2 separate regions of the Zea mays genome follow, and region 2 is linked to region 1. The links are chromatin contacts, called in public Hi-C maps. All regions are on one chromosome and are shown on one strand. The core of a region is the stretch at or near the end of the contact, and the rest is flanking DNA. Distances in the headings are between cores, read along the strand shown. Region 1 holds the start of LOC100275054. Region 2 holds the start of LOC103641061.

Region 1 (5,827 bases), core at 2,078-4,577:
CTGTAGAGCCCTCCCTCCCTCCGCATTACATGTACTTGATCGTCCGGCCATGTTGTGATCAATATATTTTAGCTTAGTTTGAGCTGTCCATGTTGTGATGGACGCCGTCGCAGCTTGATAGGAATTGCTGACGACTTATTTGTTCAGACATCTGAATATCTGAACATCTGAATGTTCAGATAGCAAGTGGTAGACTGGAGATAGCAACATTTGGAATGGAAGGATATGCATGCATGGGTGAGATTGAATCTTAGGACAGAAGGAGGGATTGTCGCCTCAACAAGGCAAGTCGTTATCCAACGAACTAATCAAAGGGGGATTTGGTGGTGGGATTGCGACTTGTTCGTCGTCCAACCCATCTCTCTCTCTAGAACCCTTGACGACAAGTTGGGAGTCCTTCCAACGCGGCGGCTCCTTTCGACCACCATTGACTACATCAGACATACATAGCTTCCTTGCGTCCGTCGATGGGGGTAAGTACTTGCACATCGTAAAGACCACCATTAATTGTCTTGGCCACTAAGCTTAAGACACCGGCCATCATCAGACCACCACCTTGTCCGTTCCGTTTCTTCCTTCTCTAGCTCACATCGACCAGGTGGATGGCGCAGCCGCCGCCGCCGCCGGAGATGGAGAGACCTGCTGCTTCCGGGGCGCTCATCTACGCCATGGTGGCGCGGGGCACGGTGGCGGTGGCGGAGCACACGTCCTACACGGGCAACTTCCGGGACATCGCCGCGCAGTGCCTGCACAAGCTGCCGGCGGGGAACAACCGGTTCACCTACACCTGCGACGCCCACACCTTCAACTTCCTCGTCAGCGACGGATACGGTACACTCCATCTCTGTGTTCTTGCAACCATAAATCTTTGAACAAACAAACAAACACACACACACAACAGAAAAGAACTAGTGATTTATGTTTTGGTCAACTCCACTCCACCACCTACCTGGGCTGGGGGAGACCAAACTAATTATTGCAGCATACTGCGTCGTTGCCACCGAGTCGGCTGGGCGGCAGATCCCTATGGCCTTCCTGGAGATGATAAAGGAGGAATTCAACAGGAGATATTCAGGTGGCGAAGCAGGAACGGCTACAGCCAACAGTCTCACCCGAGATTTCGGGTAACAGTTCGTCTGCATGCATGCAAAGAGGAGGAGGAGGAAGAAGAAGAAGATGCATTTTATTTCGGTTTTTCTTTTATTATTATTATTATTCCTCATTGCGGCAATGCGGCTGTGCATGCTTTGATCAACACTTACAGGCCCAGGCTTAGAGACCAGATGCAGTACTGCACGGATCACCCAGAGGAAGTGAGCAAGCTGTCCAGAGTGAAGGCCCAGGTGGATCAGGTGAAAAGCATCATGATGGAAAACATCGACAAGGTAACAACCAACCTTCGATAGTTACCTGTGCTTTCATTCATCAGTTATCCAATTCTGGGAGAGGGAGGGGATTCATTTGATGGAACAAATGTTTCAGGCCTTTGATCGCGGACAGCAGATCGACGGGCTTGTCACAAGGACGGAGCAGCTCCACGACGAGGTCTGTACGCGTTTTTTCTTCCAGTTCTCTCTGTTCGTATCGTTGACAGTACCGCCTATCCCTTGAGCAACTTGCCGGTGTCGTCAGTCAGACGCAACAATAGAGAAGAATTGAAACACCAACACCGGCCGGCTCTAATTGTGTTTGTGGTAGGCCGTTGATTTCAGGCGGCAAGGCGTGCAGCTGCGGCGCAGGATGTGGTACCAGAACATGAAGGTGAAGCTCATCGTCCTCGGCGTCGTGGTCGCGCTCATCCTTATCATAGTCCTCTCAATTTGCCATGGCGGATGCAGCAAGTGATTATTTTTTTTTTTAAAAAATGTGCTGGTGCTGGTCTTTTGCTCGCTACCTATAAACATATCTAATTTAGAGATTCTACTTTTTTACTATATATCATCAGAGTCACTTTCTTGCTCCCCTCTAACCTAGAGAACTTTTCTCGGCAAGATGTATTTACTTAAAAAAAAGATCATAGTAGAAACTACTAAAGACCGTGTTTTATTTGCACCTTCTCATTCCCCATACTCAGCTACAAATTTACAAAACAAAAGGGAAAAAATCCTTCACGGCTCAGTCGAGGTTGTTGAACGAAGGATCCAAATTGTAGTAGTTGTGCAGATATGTACGAAGATGATCTTGTACATGTTAGAATTAGAATCGTATTATTTCAATACCATGACTGGTTTTGGTATTTGAACCCAATTCAAATACATGCCCGCCAATATCAACATCCAAATGAAGCATCAGCCATAGAACATCTGCTGTATACGTATATAGTTTGCCGCCTTCGTAACTTGTTGCACTTTATTTTGAGAACGGACGTCCAATTACAAAAAACACAAGCTGTCTAATAAAGATGCATGATAAACAAACAGAGGGATGCTGCATTATGCGTGCGTGGACACGACTGACGACACAAGCTTTAGGATGGATGATGCATGCATGCATCGTACATATATAGAGTACTATATAGAAGCCAAGAAACATGTAACGTGCAAAGCAGGAAGCTAGTGCGTGAGAATAGGACCGGAGAATTTAGAAGCAGCGGACACGTGTGTGCAAGCAGTCATGCACGCTAAGCTTCACGTTCACGATCACGGGTGAAGGCAGCCACCGCCGCCACCGAGCCCACTGCCACCGCCAAGGCCACCGCTGCCGCCCAGACCCGATCCTGAGCCGCCACCAAGGCCGCCGCCACCGCCAAGGCCGCCGCCGCCGCCGAGACCACCAAGGCCGCCGAGACCTGACCCGCCACCAAGGCCTGATCCGCCTCCAGCACCACCAAGCGGTCCAAACCCTCCGAGTCCACCACCTACGACACCTCCGAGGCCGCCGACACCACCGCCAATGCCTCCCGCAACGCCTCCGATGCCCCCGAGGCCGGCGCCGGCGCCAGCGAACCCTCCGACGCCGCCGACGTAGCCCGGCAGGAAGGTCTTCTGGTCGGCGTTCACGCCGGACGCAGCAGCTCTCTGACCATGCTTCTGCTGGCTGTCGTTGCTGTTAGTAGTAGTGCCGCCTATGGCCGTCGTGGTGGTCGTCGTTGGCATGGCTCTGCTGGCCTCGGCGGGCGTCAGCGCCAGGATGACAACCAGGAGCACCAGGCTCAGGCTCAGGCTGCTGCTGCTGCAGCACGCCATGATTCCGGCGGTGTTGCGCCACCCGCTAGGCATACCGGATCAATAATAATGTGCCTTCTCCTTATCTCTCGGCTTTTCTTTTTCTTTTTTGGTGGCTAGGGCTCAGGTCTCTCTCTGCAGGTCGCAATGAAGATGGAGGTGCTGGTGCTGGTCAGCTGGTGTTATACATATTTATATAGATTAGACTAGACTACGATCCAGGCCAGGCATCCAGCGAGTTGGGCACTGGGCATGCATGCCGCCAGCCAGCTAGTCGATCTCGATCTAGCTAGCTAGTAGTGACGGACGGGAAGCGGTGATCCGAGTAAAGTACAGGTGAGTGAGAAGTAAATGCATGCATGCTCTGCTGTCTGCTCGACGATCTAGCTACCAGGAGAAGAAGAAGAAGGTGCATGTGGAGCGAGTCATGCATGTATGGCCGATCCAGCCAACCATGCTCTTCACGCATCTACCGTGAGGTGACACCTACACAGTGCAAGTTTTAATGGCGAACCCGACGATGCATGGAAGCCTGTGGAATGAAGAGATAGCTAGCTTGGCAGTGGCAGCTCGCCATTGAGCGGTGCGCTCTGCACCCGTGGCTGCCCGCCTGTGTCTCTGCATTGCCGATCGATGACGACGACGACGATTGAGAGAGCTTGTTTGGCAGACAGAGGAGAGGAATGGAAGGGCCTAAAATTCTCTTACTATTCAATTTCAAAATTTTAGCTTCTCTAATTTCATTCATTCATATTCCTCTTGCTCCGAAACATAACATGTCCTCAAAAGTTGCTTCACAGCTACGTTCCTTCTCCAACCCCCTCTCTCTTTCCTTTGCTTCTTCTTGGTGATCCTGCATCTTCTCAAGGGACCCCGATGCAAACAATGATCTCAATATCTTCTTCAGCATCGATCTCCCTCTCAGCCATCCCCCTTCCTCTAGCCTGCCTGCTTACCGTACCACCTCTAGACGAGTGGCAGGCATGCTCTCCTTGATGGTGATCGGAACAACCCTAACTAATTAGGGGTTTATCTAACTCCAAGAACACCTTCCCTGTCAATGAGTACCTTATTTGCCATCACAAATATTTTACTCTCTTCTATTCAATTCGAATACCATCACTAATTGCATAGAAAAGGTGAAAAATTACATATCCTAATTTCTTTTATACTAAAAACTATACTATAATAAAAACTATTTTTAACTATATATATTAATGTGGAACCGTCTCTGCTGCAGCATGGCACTGGAACAACTCACAATTCAACGAAAACATGCACGATGGCTGTCGTTTGGTAAGATTTGAGAACGAAACCAAGGGGCGGTGGCTGGGCTGTGCTGTCAAGAGGTGCCGCCGCCCCTCACGAGGTGGACTTGAAGGACGTCGGAGCCGGAGCCATGGGCATGGAGTGGTGGTGGCACGAACTCGCAGGCATCGGAGACGGTGAGCCCGTTGTCCTGCGCGAACTCGGCCCAGCCCGCGCACATCATGCCGCTCTTTGCCGACACCTTCACGCTCACCTGCCAACGCTTCCCGCTGTCACCGGCGGCGCAGAGCACGACTTGGCGCGACGACGACCAGCCCACGCGGTCGCAGAAGTCCTTGCTCAGGTCCTGCCGCCGCAAATGCATACACACGAATATATTACTGTATTGTTCATGAAATTAATATATATAAATGTCCTACACTACTAGCTAGACCACTAGAACAGCAGTTACGTACCAAGAACCGCAGCTGGTAAGCCCTCTCGATGCGGCGGCAGAGCGTCTCGTCGTTGTCATCGCCGCCGCAGACGGTGGTGGTCGTGCTGAGCGGCGACCGCCTCCTCCTCTTGACCGCCGCCGCCGCCTCTTGGCCGGAGCAGCCGGACTCCTTGTCGGCCGTGGCCTCTGTCCCTGTCGTCGTCGTCGTCGCCATGTGCTCGGCAACAACGACTCCTCCTCCATCTTGGTCGTCGTCACAGCAACACCCGGAGGCGTCGAACCGATCGACGGCGAAGTCCAGGCAGCCGCGGTGCTCGAAGACCAGCAGCTGCCCCGCGGAGAGGGCGTTGGCCGAGACGAAGCCGCGCCAGCCGCCGCCCGTGAAGGACACCCGGTGGTGGCCGGCGTCTCGCCGGAGCTCCACGTCCCACGACCTCCCCGTGCGATCCCGCAGCTTGGCGGCGGCGCGCCATGCTGGGCACAGCACGCCGAGCCCCGCCGCGAACTTGGGCGGCAGGGACTGCGCGAATACGCAGATGCATCAACGCATGCAGTAGTTGTGCATTGGGCGGGGTGAATGTTGCATTCGGTCGATGGGACGGCACGGGCACGCGGGCGGGATTGATATCTAATACGTAAACGTAACGTACCAGGCTGATCTCGAAAGAGCCGGGCAGTAGGACCTTGAAGAACCTGTGCCGGCCGCCGCCGCCGCCGCCGCCGCCGCCGCCCACTACTCCCTGAGACGCCATGGCGGCCGGGCCCGGATAATAAGCAAGGGAAACTATGGACGTACGGGATCGGGCCGGATCAATTGGAGGAGGATGCGCCGGATGCCTGCCTGCCTGCCGTAAAAAGTTAGTTACTATCATCCTCAATCTCTGGCAGAACAATAGTTACTTGTTGTTGCACATATATATGACCTGATTTCTTCGTTTCAAATTAACTTCATCACCGG
Region 2 (5,827 bases), core at 2,190-4,689, 140 kb after region 1:
AATCCGCATGGCGGATAATCCCGTTAAGCACAACCGCACTAAGCACATAGTCATTCGGTATCACTTTTTAAGGGATCACCAACAAATGGGGATATCGAGATTGCATATGTTAGTACCAAAGAACAATTAGCCGATATCTTTACCAAGCCATTAGATGAGAAAACCTTTACCAAACTGAGGCATGAGCTAAACATTCTTGATTCGAGGAATTTTGATTGATATTTTGCACACATAGCTTATATACCTTTGATCATATCTTTTTCACTTCCTATGACTAATGTATTTTTCAAGTGTATTTTATGCTAAGTCATAGATTGAAAGGGAAATGGAGTCTTCGGCAAAGACAAGGCTTCCACTCCACTCCATCGAATTATTCATCCTTCACCGTAACTCCGCACCGCTCTCCAATTTGGTATAATCTTCACTCATATGTTGTTTGCCAAAGGAGGAGAGAAAGTAAAAAAGGGCTTATATTTCACTCACAAGTATCCGTTTTTGGCGATTCATGCCAAAGGGGGAGAAAGTATTAGTCCAAAGCAAAAGGACCGCACCACCACCAATTTCAAAAAATGTAGTCTTTTCAATTTGTATTAAAGAAGTTTTTCAATTGGTATCTTATTTTTTATATAATTTAAAATTGGTATGACCTCTTTCAAAATTAATATCTAAAACCCTCTTGAACGCTAAGAGGAGAATTTCATTGAGTGGGAGTTTTGTTTAGTCAAAGGAAAAGCATTTGAAACAGGGGGAGAAAATTTCAAATCTTGAAAATGATTCTCAAAATCTTATTCATATACCTTTGACTATTTGCAAAAGACTTTGAAAAAGAATTTCCAAAACATTTGCAAAAACAAAACAAGTGGTGCAAGCGTGGTCCAAAATGTTAAAATAAATAAAGCAATCCATGCATATCCTATGAATGTATAAATTGGTTTAATTCCAAGTAATCTTTGCACTTACCTTATGCAAACTAGTTCAATTCTGCACTTATATATTTGCTTTGGTTTGTGTTGGCATCAATCACCAAAAAGGGAGAGATTGAAAGGGAAATAGGGTTCAAACCTTTTCCTAAATGATTTTGGTGGTTGAATTGCCCAACACAAATAATTGGACTAACTAGTTTGCTCTAGATCATAAGTTCTACAGGTGCCAAAGGTTCACAATTAACCAATACAAAGCTCAAAGAAAGGGTTCAAAAAGAAAGGAGCAAAGCAACCGAAGGCTGCCCTGGTCTGGCGCACCGGACTGTCCGGTGTGCCACCGGACTGTGTCCGGTGCACCAGGGAGAATCACTTTGAACTGCTCAGCTTCGGGAATTCGGGGAGCCCCTCCGCTATAATTTATCGGATTGTCCGGTGTAGCACCGGACTATCCGGTGTGCCATGCGGAGTAACGGCTACAGCGCCAATGGTCGACTGCAAAAGTGTACAGTGAACAGTGCGGACTGCGCGCGCAGAGTCAGAGCAGGCGCCAGAAGGCGCACCGGACAGTGAACAGGACATGTCCGATGCACCACCGGACTGTCCGGTGGCCCCACATGTCAGAGCTCCAACGGTCGAACCCTAACGGTTGGGTGATGTGGCTGGCGCACCGGACAGTGTCCGGTGCGCCCTTCGACTGCAGCCTTCCCCAATGGCCACTTTGGTGGTTGGGGCTATAAATACCCCCAACCACCGACACTTCAAGGCATCCAAGTTTTCAGCCAACACATTCAATGCAAGAGCTAGTGCATTCAATACAAGACACAAATAGATTGAATCAAAATCTCTCCAAGTCCCAATTCCACTCAAAAGCATTAGTGACTAGAAGAGAGAGTTTTGTCGTGTTCTTTGAGCTCTTGCGCTTGGATCGCTTTTCTTCTTCCTCCATTCTTGTTCTCAACTCACTTGTAATCAAAGCAAGAGACACCAAGTTGTGGTGGTCCTTATAGTGGACTAAGTGTCCCGTTTGATTGAAGAGAAAAGCTCACTCGGTCTAAGTGACCGTTTGAGAGAGGGAAAGGGTTGAAAGAGACCCGGTCTTTGTGACCACCTCAACGGGGAGTAGGTTTGCAAGAACCGAACCTCAGTAAAAACAAATCATTGTGTCATCCGTTCTTATTCGCTTGTGATTTGTTTTCGCCCTCTCTTTCGGACTCGATTATATTTCTAACGCTAACCCCGGCTTGTAGTTGTGCTTAAATTTATAGATTTCAGATTTGCCTATTCACCCCCTTCTAGGCGACTTTCAATTGCGTGGGGTAAGTTTTCGAATCATCGCATTAAATGCGCATGTCTCCACGATTCCCGTGATCTTGGACTGATGCTGGGCTTGGGTTGTCCTCCTGTCTGAGACGGGCTCGGACGAGGCAGAAACCGCCATTCCATGAAGAGAGGATCTCGGGCGAGACGAGGATTTCTCCGAGTGCTGCCCTTGCTCGAGGACAGGCTCGGGTGAGGCGGAGTTTTGAACTACCGTCGAGCGAGGTCTTAGGCGAATCGTGATTCGTCCTTTCTTGACCTTGGAAATGTCTTATGATTTTTTCGATAGTTAGGTGTTAAACATGTTTAGAGGTATAATCTGAGTACCTCTAATTATAATACTTGATATATATATACATATATACATAAACATGTATTAAATATTGTATGAATCTATTAAAACGTTAAAACAGATGGATTAGACGGAAGGAGTACAAGATCTTGCTCTTCGTCGTCCGTTTGTCACTGACCGCCTATGCTGACCATACGTGATTATGACACGTGTGTTGTTTGCCGCTGACGTCCTGTTTTGTTTTTCAATATGCTGACCATACGTGATTGTGACACGTGTGCTACTACGTCGTGTTGAATTATGACACGGGTGCTACTACAAACGAGACATCGTGCTACCCTTAAAGCAATCGTAGGAGACGACTTATGCCAAGTGATGGTAAAGCAATAATGTATGACTTTCGATCCATATTCTATACATGATCTACACATAAATTAAAAATTACATAAACAGCGTAAATAGACAACCGTTTGTTATTTATATTATTTGTACGTGTTTTTAATACACATATAAAGAATAATTATCTATGGAATATATATACAACCTTAATTAATATAAGATTTTTTGACAAAACACCACAGATTTAATATAGGATTTCTTGACATGACTTTATTTAGAGGTTAATTATCAAAACAAAGTAGACAGTTTTTTTATAAAGAGTCCGTCTTTAAACGATTATTCATATATATTGTCTATTCATTACAATTATGATCTAGAGACCTAGACTTATATTATATGCTGTTTCTTGTACTTAGAAGAAAATCGATACCTTGTCTTACATGCCCTGCTAGGTAACCAATGCTATGTCACGTGCTGCTTGATTTCTTGTGCTTTGATTGATTAGGGAACGAAACAAACATATAGACGGCTATATGTATAGGCTGGTGGAGTAGGAGTGATATATAGTACTCCCTCTGTTTCTTTTTATTAGTCGCTAGATAGTACAAAATTGCACTATCCAGCGACTAATAAAAAGAAACGGAGGGAGTAATTAATTAGCACAAGCAACAGAAATAAACAAAACATGTCGCTGTCACCTGCTCCGATGCCTTTGATTGCAGTGGGTGGTGTGGATCATCAGAAGCGCATCCAAGGTCAGGTCAGGTGTGTGGGGGCATGGCATGGCAGGTATGGAGGAGTTGCTGACGCTGCTGTTCAACGCGCTGCTGCTGGTGTTCGTGGTGAAGCTCTTGCTGGCCTTGTTCCACACCAAGATCATCGTCATCCTCCTCTACATCCTCGTCCTCCTCTTCGCCATGCTCCTCTCCGGCAGATTCCCCGGTTGATATTATCTACTCATACTCCCCCATCTGAGTTGTTCTCGCTTGTAGCCCTGCCCTGTATCACGTCTACTATTAAAGTAACCTCCATTCACAAATACTATCATATACACAGATTGTCTTCGATTGATTGATCTGTTGGATTGGATTGGATCTGAAAGGAGCCGGAAATGGGGAAAAATGAGGAGTAAGAAGAGAAAAGGGAGCGCCGCCGCGAGGGAAAGGGCCAAGGAAAGGGAAGGCTCTTCTTTTGCCCTCCCAGCGAAACCAAGCCCCGTTCTGGAAGGGAGGCGGAGACCTTTCGTTGCACAGCACAGCACAGCCACCGTGTAACTGCCGGAACACGGATGGGGATCCGCCGTTGCATTCTCTCTTCTCCACACCATAAGCAGGACACCGATGCTATTTCCACTACACCATAAGCAGTGATGGTATCATAGTTTCTCATTCAGCCGCACCCCTTTCACTCTACTGGTTATCTTTTTTTCCTCCTATAAGCCGCGATGTTAATGTTGTGAGGTAATGAGAATCAGAATCAAACATGCAGCTATAAACGGTAAAAGGAGAGAAATCATAATCAAAGCATGGCCAATTCCCACTAGTCCTTAGGCATACATAATGCATAGCCATAAACTGAACTAGTTTTTTTTCCCTGGCATCCACAGCTTTATTTAGCAACAATTAAAATCTCTAAACTAAGATTTGCTTAAGAAAAGCAGCCATACTCAAAAAGCTTAACAAAAGACAGTATGCCATTATTTTTTCACATCTTCATGTACAAAAGCTTGTATCATCCATTAGTTAAGTTTACCATGTGTTTAGAATATAGGCTGCATTGCTGCAATATTAAGAGAGAGAGAGAGAAGGCGACGATGTACCTTAATGAGTTGGGTAAAGCTATTAAGTGATTCATATGCTTGAGAGTCTGGTACAGAGCTTTCATTTTCTTTTGTACTGTATAGGATAGTTTGTTTTATTCTTGTTTGCTTTCTTCTTCTTCTGCAATTTTTCAGCCTAACTTTTTTTTTTGTTTTGATCCACTCTTTTGCTTTTCTTTCTCCTTCAGTCCAGCTACATGTTTGAATGGTTCAGTTAAACTAAATGATTCTTCAACGCTAGGCTTGCTAGCATCCACATTAGGAGTTCCTCGGGTTTCTTCTTCTTCCCCTTGCTTACTCACTCTATGAAGTGCCTCTTCCACAAGCAAGTAGCAGTCTTCATATTCAGCAGCTCTTGAAGCTAGTGGAAGAAGTCTTTGGCAAGGATTTTTTTTTACCCAAGTGTGGCATCTAAATTCTAAATTAGGATTTTCCACTATATCCGTCCCATGCATATCTACATCGAGTCCATCGCTTCAAAATATATCTTTCAGGCAGTAATTTAATGTTCAACAAATGGAGACCTTTTAGTCCATGCCTACATAATATACCAGTTCTCTCAAAGAGTCAACATTTGCATGAGACAATCTGACTAGTAGGATCCAGTATAACCTTTCGCTCTTCATCAAGTGTAACTGTCCCTCCATAAGCTCCAATTGCAATGACAAATTCATTAGTTCCATTTGAACCTACTACATAGGCTGCTAGTGACTTTTCATACTCACTTTGGAATAGGGCTAGAAACGAGTCGAGCTCGGCTCAGCTCGATGTGGCTCGCTCAGTGGCCGAGCTCGGCTCAGCTCGCCTACTCACCGAGTTGTAAAAGGAGGCTCGGGCTCACAAGCTGCACCTTGAAAACTAATATTGCATTATATAGTGAATTAATAGTCTATAAATGTGAAATAAATAATCATAACCCAACATTACAAGTAATCTAAGATATAATTGTCATATATCCATCATTAAAGACTAAGAAACGAGTCAGATATCTATAAAATTATCCAATATCAATCATTATTGTGTAGGTTTATTAATTTTGTGCAGCTCGCGAGCCAGAGCGGCTCGTTATCTTAACGAGCTCGAAAACCTGGCTCGGCTCGCGAGCTTCGAGCTTTTTTCGCAGCACTACTTTGAAAG

What was found. A called contact is a pair of places that touch in the nucleus more often than the background predicts.
Region 2: a contact with region 1 is called in a Hi-C map of root tip, with 8 times the contacts expected there. The contact joins the promoter of LOC103641061 here to the promoter of LOC100275054 in region 1. A contact is called at or near these places in 10 of 25 Hi-C or Micro-C datasets (bundle sheath, ear, endosperm and 5 more) and 1 of 3 datasets of contacts at active chromatin or transcription factors (leaf).

What each region holds. Positions count from the first base shown.
Region 1 is chr1:184,758,482-184,764,308 of Zm-B73-REFERENCE-NAM-5.0, forward strand. LOC100275054 reads right to left here and starts at 3,328. Exons shown (of 1, transcript NM_001365470.1): 1 at 2,403-3,328. The coding sequence starts at 3,218. The coding sequence ends at 2,640. It overlaps LOC103641024, which reads left to right. Exons shown (of 4, transcript NM_001363920.1): 4 at 1-340. It overlaps LOC103641011, which reads left to right and starts at 376. Exons shown (of 6, transcript XM_035964159.1): 1 at 376-473; 2 at 612-831; 3 at 983-1,124; 4 at 1,265-1,385; 5 at 1,483-1,545; 6 at 1,699-2,052. The coding sequence starts at 468. The coding sequence ends at 1,845.
Region 2 is chr1:184,896,919-184,902,745 of Zm-B73-REFERENCE-NAM-5.0, forward strand. LOC103641061 reads left to right here and starts at 3,440. Exons shown (of 2, transcript XM_008664460.4): 1 at 3,440-3,813; 2 at 3,928-5,827. The coding sequence starts at 3,654. The coding sequence ends at 4,145.